Linked DNA regions of Mus musculus: regions 2 and 3 are each linked to region 1. The links are chromatin contacts, called in public HiChIP or PLAC-seq maps. All regions are on one chromosome and are shown on one strand. Each heading gives the region's core, a stretch centred on a gene start, on an enhancer-like site or on the middle of the called end of the contact. The rest is flanking DNA. Distances are from core to core; before and after follow the strand shown.

What was found. HiChIP or PLAC-seq counts read pairs in DNA pulled down with a chosen protein or histone mark.
Region 2: a contact with region 1 is called in an H3K27ac HiChIP or PLAC-seq map of embryonic stem cells, with 8 read pairs. The contact joins the promoter of Agrn here to the enhancer-like site in region 1. A contact is called at or near these places in 6 of 39 promoter capture datasets (the C10 cell line, the HPC-7 cell line, embryonic stem cells and 2 more), 1 of 15 datasets of contacts at CTCF or cohesin (CD8 T cells), 3 of 484 Hi-C or Micro-C datasets (bone marrow-derived macrophages, epidermal suprabasal cells and nephron progenitors), 15 of 115 datasets of contacts at active chromatin or transcription factors (the HPC-7 cell line, the SCID.adh cell line, bone marrow-derived macrophages and 8 more) and 3 of 9 other capture datasets (adipose tissue, liver and pancreatic islet).
Region 3: a contact with region 1 is called in an H3K4me3 HiChIP or PLAC-seq map of embryonic stem cells, with 30 read pairs. The contact joins the promoter of Perm1 here to the enhancer-like site in region 1. A contact is called at or near these places in 5 of 39 promoter capture datasets (the C10 cell line, the HPC-7 cell line, cranial neural crest and 2 more), 1 of 15 datasets of contacts at CTCF or cohesin (CD8 T cells), 1 of 484 Hi-C or Micro-C datasets (bone marrow-derived macrophages), 12 of 115 datasets of contacts at active chromatin or transcription factors (the SCID.adh cell line, bone marrow-derived macrophages, double positive thymocytes and 6 more) and 4 of 9 other capture datasets (adipose tissue, embryonic stem cells, liver and 1 more).

What each region holds. Positions count from the first base shown.
Region 1 is chr4:156,066,124-156,069,323 of GRCm38.p6, forward strand. The region is part of intron 1 of Gm52714 (a long non-coding RNA gene); the gene reads left to right. Among named protein-coding and RNA genes, the nearest start is that of Gm52714, 3.4 kb to the left of the region's middle. Within about 2 kb of position 1,623, at least 85 of the 459 cell types and tissues checked have an H3K27ac peak or open chromatin away from gene starts, as enhancers often do. A contact at or near this core is called in CD8 T cells, the HPC-7 cell line, the SCID.adh cell line and 8 more, where this site is marked.
Region 2 is chr4:156,195,578-156,198,751 of GRCm38.p6, forward strand. Agrn (agrin) reads right to left here and starts at 1,911. Exons shown (of 36, transcript NM_021604.3): 1 at 1,637-1,911. The coding sequence starts at 1,843. Gm46878 (a long non-coding RNA gene) reads left to right here. Exons shown (of 4, transcript XR_003955191.1): 4 at 2,941-3,174.
Region 3 is chr4:156,213,763-156,217,261 of GRCm38.p6, forward strand. Perm1 (PPARGC1 and ESRR induced regulator, muscle 1) reads left to right here and starts at 2,165. Exons shown (of 4, transcript NM_172417.3): 1 at 2,165-2,213; 2 at 2,955-3,499. The coding sequence starts at 3,239. It also overlaps the pseudogene Gm46877.

The sequences.
Region 1 (3,200 bases), core at 373-2,872:
AACACAGAACCTATATTATAAAAACTTACATTCACCTAAACACGGCTTTCTTCTACATTTGTCTAACCTGAGACTGTATACTTATTTTTTCTCAGTTGCTCTCTGAGTTCTACCTTAGTTCTCCATAACTCCACCCAGGTTTCCAGAGGCCCAACCTGTGGTCAGCTATCTGAACTTCTTAGCCCAACGCATCAGCTTCTTATGTCCACATGCTTTGCAGTTTTGTTCTACTCAGCCAAGGGATCGCAGGTGTACTAAGCCTCCCCCATGGAGATCATTTGCATCAGGATGCCAGTACCATAGAAAAAAGGAAATTTGAGGATGGAGTTCTGGGTACCCTCTGGTCTGGCAGCTAAGAGATCTCAACTTAGACTTCTTGCAGACTTCCCGTGAAGCAAAGGAGGCTTGTGGAGTCTTGGTGATTGGTATGTGGTACATTTGATATTTCCTATTGATGGTAGGAACTGAGGCTAATTCATGATTTACTGTGCTGTAAAGAATTCCAGCAGCCGGGCGGTGGTGGCGCACGCCTTTAATCCCAGCACTCGGGAGGCAGAGACAGATGGACTTCTGAGTTCAAGGCCAGTCTGGTCTACAGAGTGAGTTCCAGGACAGACAGGGATATACAGAGAAATCCTGTCTCGAAAAACCAAAAAAAAAAAAAAAAAAAAAAAAAAAGAATTCCAGCATTTGTCTGGGAAGCAGGTGATGGCTCTGCAGAGAGGACAGAAGAAACTATGGAAGAGCTGAAGGAAGAGGTCCTTTTTCTGGCCTCCTTGGGCACCTACATACACATGATACACATACCAACAAGCAGATAAATATACATAAAATACAAATAAATACATTATATATATATGGGATTTGCTGTTGAGATTTTATGTTCTCCTGCACGGGGACCTGCTTCCAGATGGTGTTTTTGTATGTACATCAGTCCCTGATATTGATGACCATCACATTCAGCCAGCCAGGTTCCTGGACATGAGCATGAAGTTCGGGACCCAAGATGCCTCTGGGCCAAGCCCAAATTTCATACCAAATTTCATACTAAACTCAATGACCTGTCAAATAAAATTCCAGGGATCTTAGCATTATAGGCTCTTAATAATCACTTCAAGCAAGCAACCCTGGAGCTCAATTGGCCCACGGTGCCTGAAACCTTGCAAACCTCCAGGGAGGCTGGCTCTCTGGGGCTTGGAACTGAAGAGGAGCTGGGTAGAAAAATCCCAGCTGGTGGAACCAAGATAGCTATGGAAATCTGAGGCAAATCAGTCTCAGCAGGCTCCAGCCGAGCCTCGCCCCTCCCAACCTCCTGTCACCTAGGTTTCTGGAGGCACAGAACTGAGCATGGGAAGTCCGATAGGGGTGTGGGAGTGGCTGTCCTGTGAAGGGGTCTCTGAGAAGTTGCAGGCCAATTTGCCATTCTCTTGAGTGAGAGAAGATGCCCAGGATGAGTGGTCAGCAGGATTGACACTATGGTCCTGAAGGAGCAACCTTGAGCGCTGTTGGACTTCCACAGCAGGGCTTTGGGTAGATTCTGTGAAGAAGGGAGTAAGGTCAGAGCTTTACCTACCTCACAGCTCTATACCTCAGCATTCCTCAGACCCTGAGAAGGAAGGGGAAGTGGATAGGCAGAGCCACTTCCTGTTTGAGTTGAGCTGGCTGAGCCCTGCCCACAGCTTGTCCTCTATCTGACCCCACCTCCTTGCCTTTAACCTCCAGGGTTTCCCAGCATCCTGCTATGTTCCATCCTAAATTCAAGTAGCCAGGAGTCCAGGTAGGAGCTGCAGAGAGGGTGTCTTTGGTGTTTGCTGGATAGGTAACCAAGGACTTGAAGCCTAGAAATGTGTGCTCATAAAAGTACAACTCAGGGCTCCCATCAAAAAGCTGGGTTTGCTTTTTTGGTGAACCCATGTCAGCTTTATGTTCACCTGGGACACATACCAGATCCCACCTCTAAGTGATTGATCTTGAATATTTTGTGTTGTTTTTTGCTATCTTCCTTCCTTCCTTCCTTCCTTCCTTCCTTCCTTCCTTCCTTCCTTCCTTTCTTTCTTTCTTTCTTTCTCTCTGATTTTGCTTTATTTATTTACTTTGAGACAAGGTCTCATTGTAGCTCAGGCCAACCTTGAATTCTCAATGTAGCTACTGATGATTTTGAACTCCCGATCCTCTTGCCTCTACCTGCACAGTGAACTATTGGTGGCTCAAGTCTGTAATCTCAGAACCAAGGAAAGGAGAGGAAGTTTGAGGTTAGCTTGGCCTAAAGTGTGAGATCCTGTCTCAAAAATAAAACACAACAACAAAAGGTGGCTTTGAGTTGGATGTGGTGGTGCACACTTTAACCCAACTTATGTCCAAGAAGCTGAGGCAAAGGGGTCCCTTGAGCCAAAGAGCTGGATACCAGCTTGTGCAAAATATTGAAACACTTTTATCTAAAAAATACCAAAACCAAGTAACTGTAAATAAAGAGTTTTGATGCTGAGCCTTCCCCTGAGAGTATATAAATGCTGTTCAGGCTTTGATCAAAGATGGCAGAAGAAGAGACCCATTATTACTTCTGGGTGTCCCTGTGCGCAAATCTGTCCTGTGTCAATCAGTATAAGAAAGTCTGGCTCTGTGTACCCATGGATAGTGCTAGACACGGTATTTCCTGGTATCTCCACGAAAGTAGCGCAGCCACACTGCGGAGTTGCAGAGAATTTACACATAGCTGTTGGAGCCTAGCTTTTTCCTCGCTTACGGCTCTGCCTCAAGCCCGAGCTCTGGAAGAAGACGACATTGGTACAGGTAACAGATTTGCATGCAAAGGCAGCACCTGGCGTCTGCATTAGCATCTAATTTGAAAATCTTCGATTCAGGAGAAAGGTATGGACTCTTGAGTCCAAGCTAGAGCCAAGCAATTGATAATAGGGTTGGGTCTCTCTCTTGGGGCAGGAAGTCCTATGGGGCAGCATGGGCTTCAAGGAAGCCCTCCAGACCTATGGAGTAAGGCCAGTATGCTGGCCTTCACTTCTCTCAACTCCACTTCTCTGGGCTGGGCCCTGAGCCTGCAGGAAGCCTTGCCTGAGTTGGGCAAAGAGTATTCTAAGGGAGCATGGTAGCCCTTGGTGGCTGGCCCCCAGGCCTCCTGGCCCCTGCTTTTCTTTGTTCCCGGTGGCCATACTGACTCCTAGCACCCCAGGTCAAATATCTGACCA
Region 2 (3,174 bases), core at 661-3,160, 130 kb after region 1:
CCCCCTCTCTGGTCTCACTAGCTCAAGCCAATGTGCACAGTGAACCCCAGCCTTGGGCAGAGATGTTCCAAGGCTGCAGTGCAGTAGACACCTACTGGATTCAGGATGACATAAGAAGGCTAACAATCATCTAACCATCTAACAATTGTCCCACCTCAGGTCTATCCAGCCCAAGTCCAACTCTAAGGGTCCAGTCAGGACCAGACACTTTAGGTGAAAGGACTTAAGAGCAAGATCCCAGCTGGGATCTTCACAGCCTTGTGTGGGCCAACACCTCTCCCAGGAAGTAAAGACCCACTTCTTTGCTCCATAGTCTGCCTGAGTCTGTGCAGCGAGGCAGCTCTGAGCCACAAAGTCAAGTTTGGGCAATGCAAGTCAGCCCCACCCTCCACCTCCTTATTTAGGGCCCCGAGGGCACCCTTTCTGACAGACATGGCTGGAAGATGTAGCCCGCAGCGCCCACAGGATAAGTCCAGGGCCCCCAGACACTTTTTGGAAAGGATTTCTAGGAAGGAGCCCCTTATTGAGGCGCTCTGGGGATTTGGGGTTCTGGAATGGAGGGAGCAAAAAAGACAATGGGCAGCTTTTCCACCTGCCTAGCTCCTGCGAGACACCTAAGACTTGCAGCACCTAAAGAACTTTATCTACCTGCGCCCCCCACCCCCAACTATTGTGGGAGATAACCCAAAGGGGGAAAGCTCACAGTTCTCACACCTCCCCCACCCCAGCCACACCCAGGAGCAGCGGGGAGGAAGTCGGGAAAATCCTGCAGGGACTTGGCAAAGTGCCTCGGCAGGGAGAGGAGGGGGCCCAGCGGGGGGATCCCATGAACACACGGTACTCTGAAGGAAGTCACCATCCTTCTCATTCCCAAAGAGTAAGAACAAATCCTGTTTCCAGCGAAGCGATTTGAGGGACGAGGAGAACCAGCAACGGATATTCCGAGGGTATCGACCCCATACCTATTCCAAGGTGCTCTCAAATTCAGCTGCAGTTGAAACAGAGCTAATTCTACCGTATGGCAGGAGAAACCCAGTCCTTTGAGCCCCTGCGCCTCGAGCACAGGAAACTCAGCCACAGCCCTCTGCCCATTTCTCTGCTCCGGCTCGGACACGCGTTCGCTGCAGCACCTTACGCAGGCTCCCCGGGTTGCAGATTAGACCACACACCCCTGACTCCCTGCAGACCACCCCTCGCCCTGGTAAAGGCCTCGCCACAGGTCGACTTCGTCCCCCCTCGTGCCTCCCCGAGCCCTATTCGTTCCTTTTGGCGAAGGTGTACACTTGTTCCCAACAAGAAAGAGGGGCTCTGGACAAGGGTGGGGGCGGGCACGACAGCAACCGGGGCCTGGACGCCGTGAAAGGAGCCACAGCGGCCCCGCAGTAACTTTCGCACCGAGCGGCGGAGTTTTCCGGGACCCGAGCGCCCCCCCCCCCCGGAGGCTCGGCGGTCGCCGAGGGAGCTCCAGCTGGGGCCGCAGAAACGTGCCGGGTTCGTTCCCACGGCTTGGGGACGGGGTCGCAGCGGGGCGGCCGGCACGCGAAGGGCGGGCCTCGGGGACGGGGACCACGGGGGAGAGGAGCCCCGGGCTGGGAATCCAGAGGGCTGGGTCTCGTGGGGTCCGGCCGGGGCCCACCTTGCAGGAGTAGGTGTGCTGCACCGGGTCCACGTTGAGGATCTCCTCCACTGTGCCGGTGAGCACCACGTTCGCCTCCTCCTCGCGCCGCTCCAAGGCGCGCTCCGGGCACGTCCCGCTGGCGCCCGGCACGGCTGGCGCGGCCGCCGCCAGGAGCAGCAGCAGCGGCAGCAGCGGGGCCGGGAAGCTCAGCCGCGGGCGGACCATGGCGCAGCCCGGAACGGCGGGAGGGAGCCGGGAGAGCGCGCGGGCCGGACCGCTCGGGGGGCAGGACTGGACCGCAGCGCGGCGGAGGAGGAGGGAGGGCGGACGGCGTGGGTGGGGCGGGGACTGGGCGGGGACGGGGCGGGGACGGCGTGGGTGGGGCGGGGACTGGGCGGGGACGGGGCGGGGACTGGGCGGGGACTGGCGGCCCCGCCCCGCCCCCTGAGGGCTCAGCCCGCCCCCCGCTCCCTGCGACCCGCGCGGGCAGCGAACAAAGCCCGGAGACTGCGGCGCCCGCCGAGCTGGGGCGGGGGCTCGGCCGGGTGGGTGGGTGGGTGGCCGCCTTGGGGGAGGGGGAGGCGTCGCGCCGGGGCCCCTCCCCCGTCCGCCTGAACTGTCCTCCCACCGGGAAATGCAGCTGAAGTCAGGTTGATGTATAATCGAGGGGCGACGTGCTGGGAATTCCAAGGGGCTCGCCCGGTCTGCACAGGAGACGCTGGCGGAGCCGGACCTTCCCTTCCCCAGCCTGACGCTAGGGCTGCGCGCAGAGGGCCCCGCGGCTGTCCCGGTGCCACCACAGGCCACGCCCCCTGCCGATGGCCGGTCAGCGGTGACTGTGCCGAATGCGCCCAGACCCGCCCAGTGTGATGCTCCTTGTGGACTTAAGTCTTCTCCAGTCTTGCTACAGAACCGTCCCCGCCCCCTCCGTCTCTCCCTCTGTGGACCAGAGCTTCCCCAGCTTGGCCTGGCTAAGTGCAGGATATAAACCGAGGCCCCCGGGAGCCAAGCTAGCACTAGACCTACAGGAGGTTGAAAGAACGCGCAGGGCGGTGGTGGCGCACTCGGGAGGCAGAGGCAGGTGGATTTCTGAGTTCGAGGCCAGCCTGGTCTACAAAGTGAGTTCCAGGACAGCCAGGGCTACACAGAGAAACCCTGTCTCAAAAAACCAAAAACAAAACAAACAAACCGAGAGAATGGGTGGGGGGGGGGGGGATAGGGGATTTTCTGGATAGCATTTGAAATGTAAGTGAAGAAAAAAATTTTGGAAAAAAAAAAAAACAAAAAAAAAACGAGAGAAGACACTATGCTATCTTCCATAGGCTGTTGAGCCAGAAGCCAGAGTGAAGTGTGAGTGTCAGCAGCTCTTCCTCCTGAGAAAGACTCCACCTTCTGGACCCAGATTTGAGGTCGCATCTACACAGTGGGCTCCAGCGTTGCTAGATCTGGCATCACCTAATCCAGATAAGCACAAACACACCAACCAGAAGGGGGTCTTCTGAGGTTCCACTCAAATTCTCTTAAAGGTCTGAAGGACCACAGAAGGACTTGTACTG
Region 3 (3,499 bases), core at 915-3,414, 150 kb after region 1:
TTGCTGGGATTTGAACTCTGGACCTTCGGAAGAGCAGCCCCCTGGTGTGTTTGACTTCTGTGAGCATGACCTTGCTGGGCTGCTGAGCAATGTCTTAGTCAAGTTCACATTGTCTGAGATCAAGAGTGATGCAGACGCTGCCTCTACTACATCCACAGGAACAAGATCCTGCACAGGGACGTGAAGGCTGCGAATGTGCTCATTACCCGGGATGGGGTCCTGAAGCTGGCAGATTTGGGGCTGGCCCGTGCCTTCAGCCTAGCTGAGAAGAGCCAGCCCAACCCATACACCAACCGTGTGGTGACATTGTGGTGCCGGCCTGGCCTCCGGAGCTGCTGGAGTGCGGCCCGCCCATGACCTCTGGGGTGCTGGGTGCATCATGGCAGAGATGTGGACTCGTAGCCCTATCGTGCAGGGTAACACAGAGCAACACCAGCTCGCCCTCATCAGCCAGCTCTGTGGCTCCATCACCCCAGAGGTGTGGCCAAACGCAGACAAGCATGAGCTGTTTGAAAAGCTGGAACTTGTGAAAGGACCGTCCGAAGGCCTGCGTGCGCGACCCCTAGGCTCTGGACCTCATCAATGAGGATTGACAGTGACGATGCCCTCAACCACGACTTCTTCTGGTCGGACCCCATGCCCTCGGACCTCAGGGGCATGCTGTCTACTCACTTGACGTCTATGTTTGAGTACCTGGCACCGCCACGGCGGAAGGGCAGCCAGATCACCCAGCAGTCCACCAACCAGAGCAGAAATCCCGCCACCACCAACCGGACGGAACTTGAACGTGTCTTCTGAGGCCGGAACGGGCCGGTGTTGTTCCTAGGTTAGGAGTGGATTGCTTCCTGTGCATGGAACATGTGACATGATGGGACATTTGAGATTTTCTCCTCCAGTACATATTAACTCCCACCCTGGCACTGGGAACAGCTGCCTGAGTGGGCTGGGGTGGAGCTATCCTGCCTGCCCCTCTCTGGAGGTCTCAGCGTGAACACAAAGTGAGGTGGGAGAGGCTCACCCACTGTGACTTTCTAAGAACTCCTTGCATGGTGGGAGGAAGGCACAGGTCCCTCGCCATCGCCAGCCCTTCCTCTGGATGAGAGTTTGAGGGACAGAGGCGCCTCCAAAATGGGCTACTTTTGGTCTGGACCTTAGGGGCGTGGGGCTGTGTGAACTCCTGGTTCCTTTAAAAGGAGAATTTTATTTTGTTTTGTTAAGTTTAGAGACATTCCTGGACGCAGTTTGATTGGTTAAATTAAAAGTTGGTTATTTTTTTCCAAAAAAAAAAGAATTATTTGTTTATTTTATGTATATGATTACACGGCAGTTGTCTTCTAACACACCAGAAGAGGGCATTGGGCCCCATTACAGATGGTTGTGAGCCACCATGTGGTTGCTGGGAATTGAACCCAAGACCTCTGGAAGAGCAGTCAGTGCTCTTAACTGCTGAGCCATCTCTCCAGCCCATCTCATGCCCTTTAGAAAGGTTTCCTAGTGCCCGTCTTAGAGAGGTACTCATGGACCTAGCAAGGAGCTCAGCACAGATGCTAGTTGCTCTGCTCATGTCTTCTTTAGGTAGAGTGGCCATCCTGTCCTGTCCTAGGACTATCCAACAAATACACTTTTCTCACAACAGACTACACTTTGTCCCGTTGCCCTCGTGCAATCTTTTTTGAGCACATAGGGTCAGTACCTATGTGGGGATCCCTTCACAAGAGCAATGAATGCACCCACTTTCTTCTAGTTGCACTGCAGGCTTAGCAATGCCTAGGAGGCTCCACGAGCCCTGGATGTCAGACCTATGTCAACAATATAGTCTGCAAGATTGGGCTAGAGACATTTAGGTAGTAGGTGGGGTGGGACTGAAGTTTCATAGTGAGCTGGAAGTATGGGTTTCTTCTTGGGAAGGGAGACCTGCCTAGTGTTAATCATAGGGCAGTCTTCTCTAGTTGGAATCCGGTGTGACCTTAGCTAATGCCAACCCCGAGTGCTGGCCCCATACCAGGAAAATGTCCTTCATATTGTTGGAGTCCCCTCAAATGCCATCTATTTGTGGCTTGGCTCTGAGACTGGCACGAGTCATAAGTGACCCCAGGGACAGGCTATTTTTGGAAGTAGGGGCGGAGCTTGCATTAAGAAGTCTAGCACCTGGCTGCTTGGGGACAGGCCTCTAGATGATAGCTCCATGGCCCTAGCTGGCTGCTGAGAACCAGGTAAGATACCCTTAGCCCCTTTCTTCTATGGGTCCTAATGGCAGGAAAGATTTATCATGGCCTCTCCAGGGGATTAGAGAGGAGAGAAAGGTTGATAGGTAGGAAGCTCCCAGTGACTTTTCTCACTCAGGACTGTTCCAGTCATAGTGACCTTCTACTCTCCTTATTCTAGACATAGCTGGCCACGGCCCCTTTGGGGGGGGGGTCAGAGACTGAAGGCTTTGGCTAGCTCAGATCATCTTAGTTCACTCAGATTGGGCAAAATGGGGCCTTGGTTAGCAGAGCAGGAATAGATAGGAGGACAGACCCTGAGGACAGCCAGAATGGACTGCTGGAGTTCAGGGAGTTCTTATTTAAGTTCTATGACCTCTGGCCTAGGTTCCTCTTATAAACTCCTGAGTAGGCTCTAGCCAGGACCAACATGACCTTGGTAAGCTCAGAAAACTTGTGCCAGCCAAGGCCGGCAGAAGGTCATCATACAGAAGGCTGGTCACCTGCTGGACACTATAGATTCTTTTCTGTGGTTAGCTGCCGGTGGTGGTAGCTGGGGAGGCTAGGAATGACAGTCATAGAGAACTGATCTCTGATGGGTGGTCTTTGATGCAGAACACTGTGTACAGAGTTGGAGAAGGGAAATCAATTCCATTGAAAGATCTCAGAGATGTGAGGGAACGCCATCCAAACATGACTAACACTGGTCTTTAATTTACTTCACTAATATGAAATCATATTTCATTTTAGGACTGTGACAGTGTGTCGCAGTACTGTTATTTGGAGTTGAATTGGAAATAGGGGAAACGGAAGTAGATATCTCACTCAGAAGAATGAAGTAGAAGAAGCTGGAAGAAGCAAAGTCTGTCCCGTGGTTCTTCCAGATAGAAATGGACTGCCAGGGAGGGGGCAGGTGCTACAAGGTCAGGCAGGATGGTGGCAGTGTGTGCTACTTAGTACATGGATCCTGGATTTGTGAAGACCCTGCCTGGCCCAAAGTCTTGCCGTCACTCCAGCACCGTTGCTGATGTGCAATGGACAACTTCCAGTACAGCGTCCAGCTCAGCGATCGGGAGTGGGCCGAGTTTTCAGCCACTGCTGATGAGTGTGGCCTCTTGCAGGCTGACCTGGCCTCTGGTGACGAGCCCTTGTCCAGTGACATTGACCAAGGGGACAGCAGTGGAAGCAGCCCCCCTGGGCCCCCACCCCTCTTCACTGGGCAGCTGGTTTCCCAAGGGAGGGGACAACAGAGCCGTGAGTTGGAGGACGTGGCTGCTCAGCAGCTGGTCAGCAGG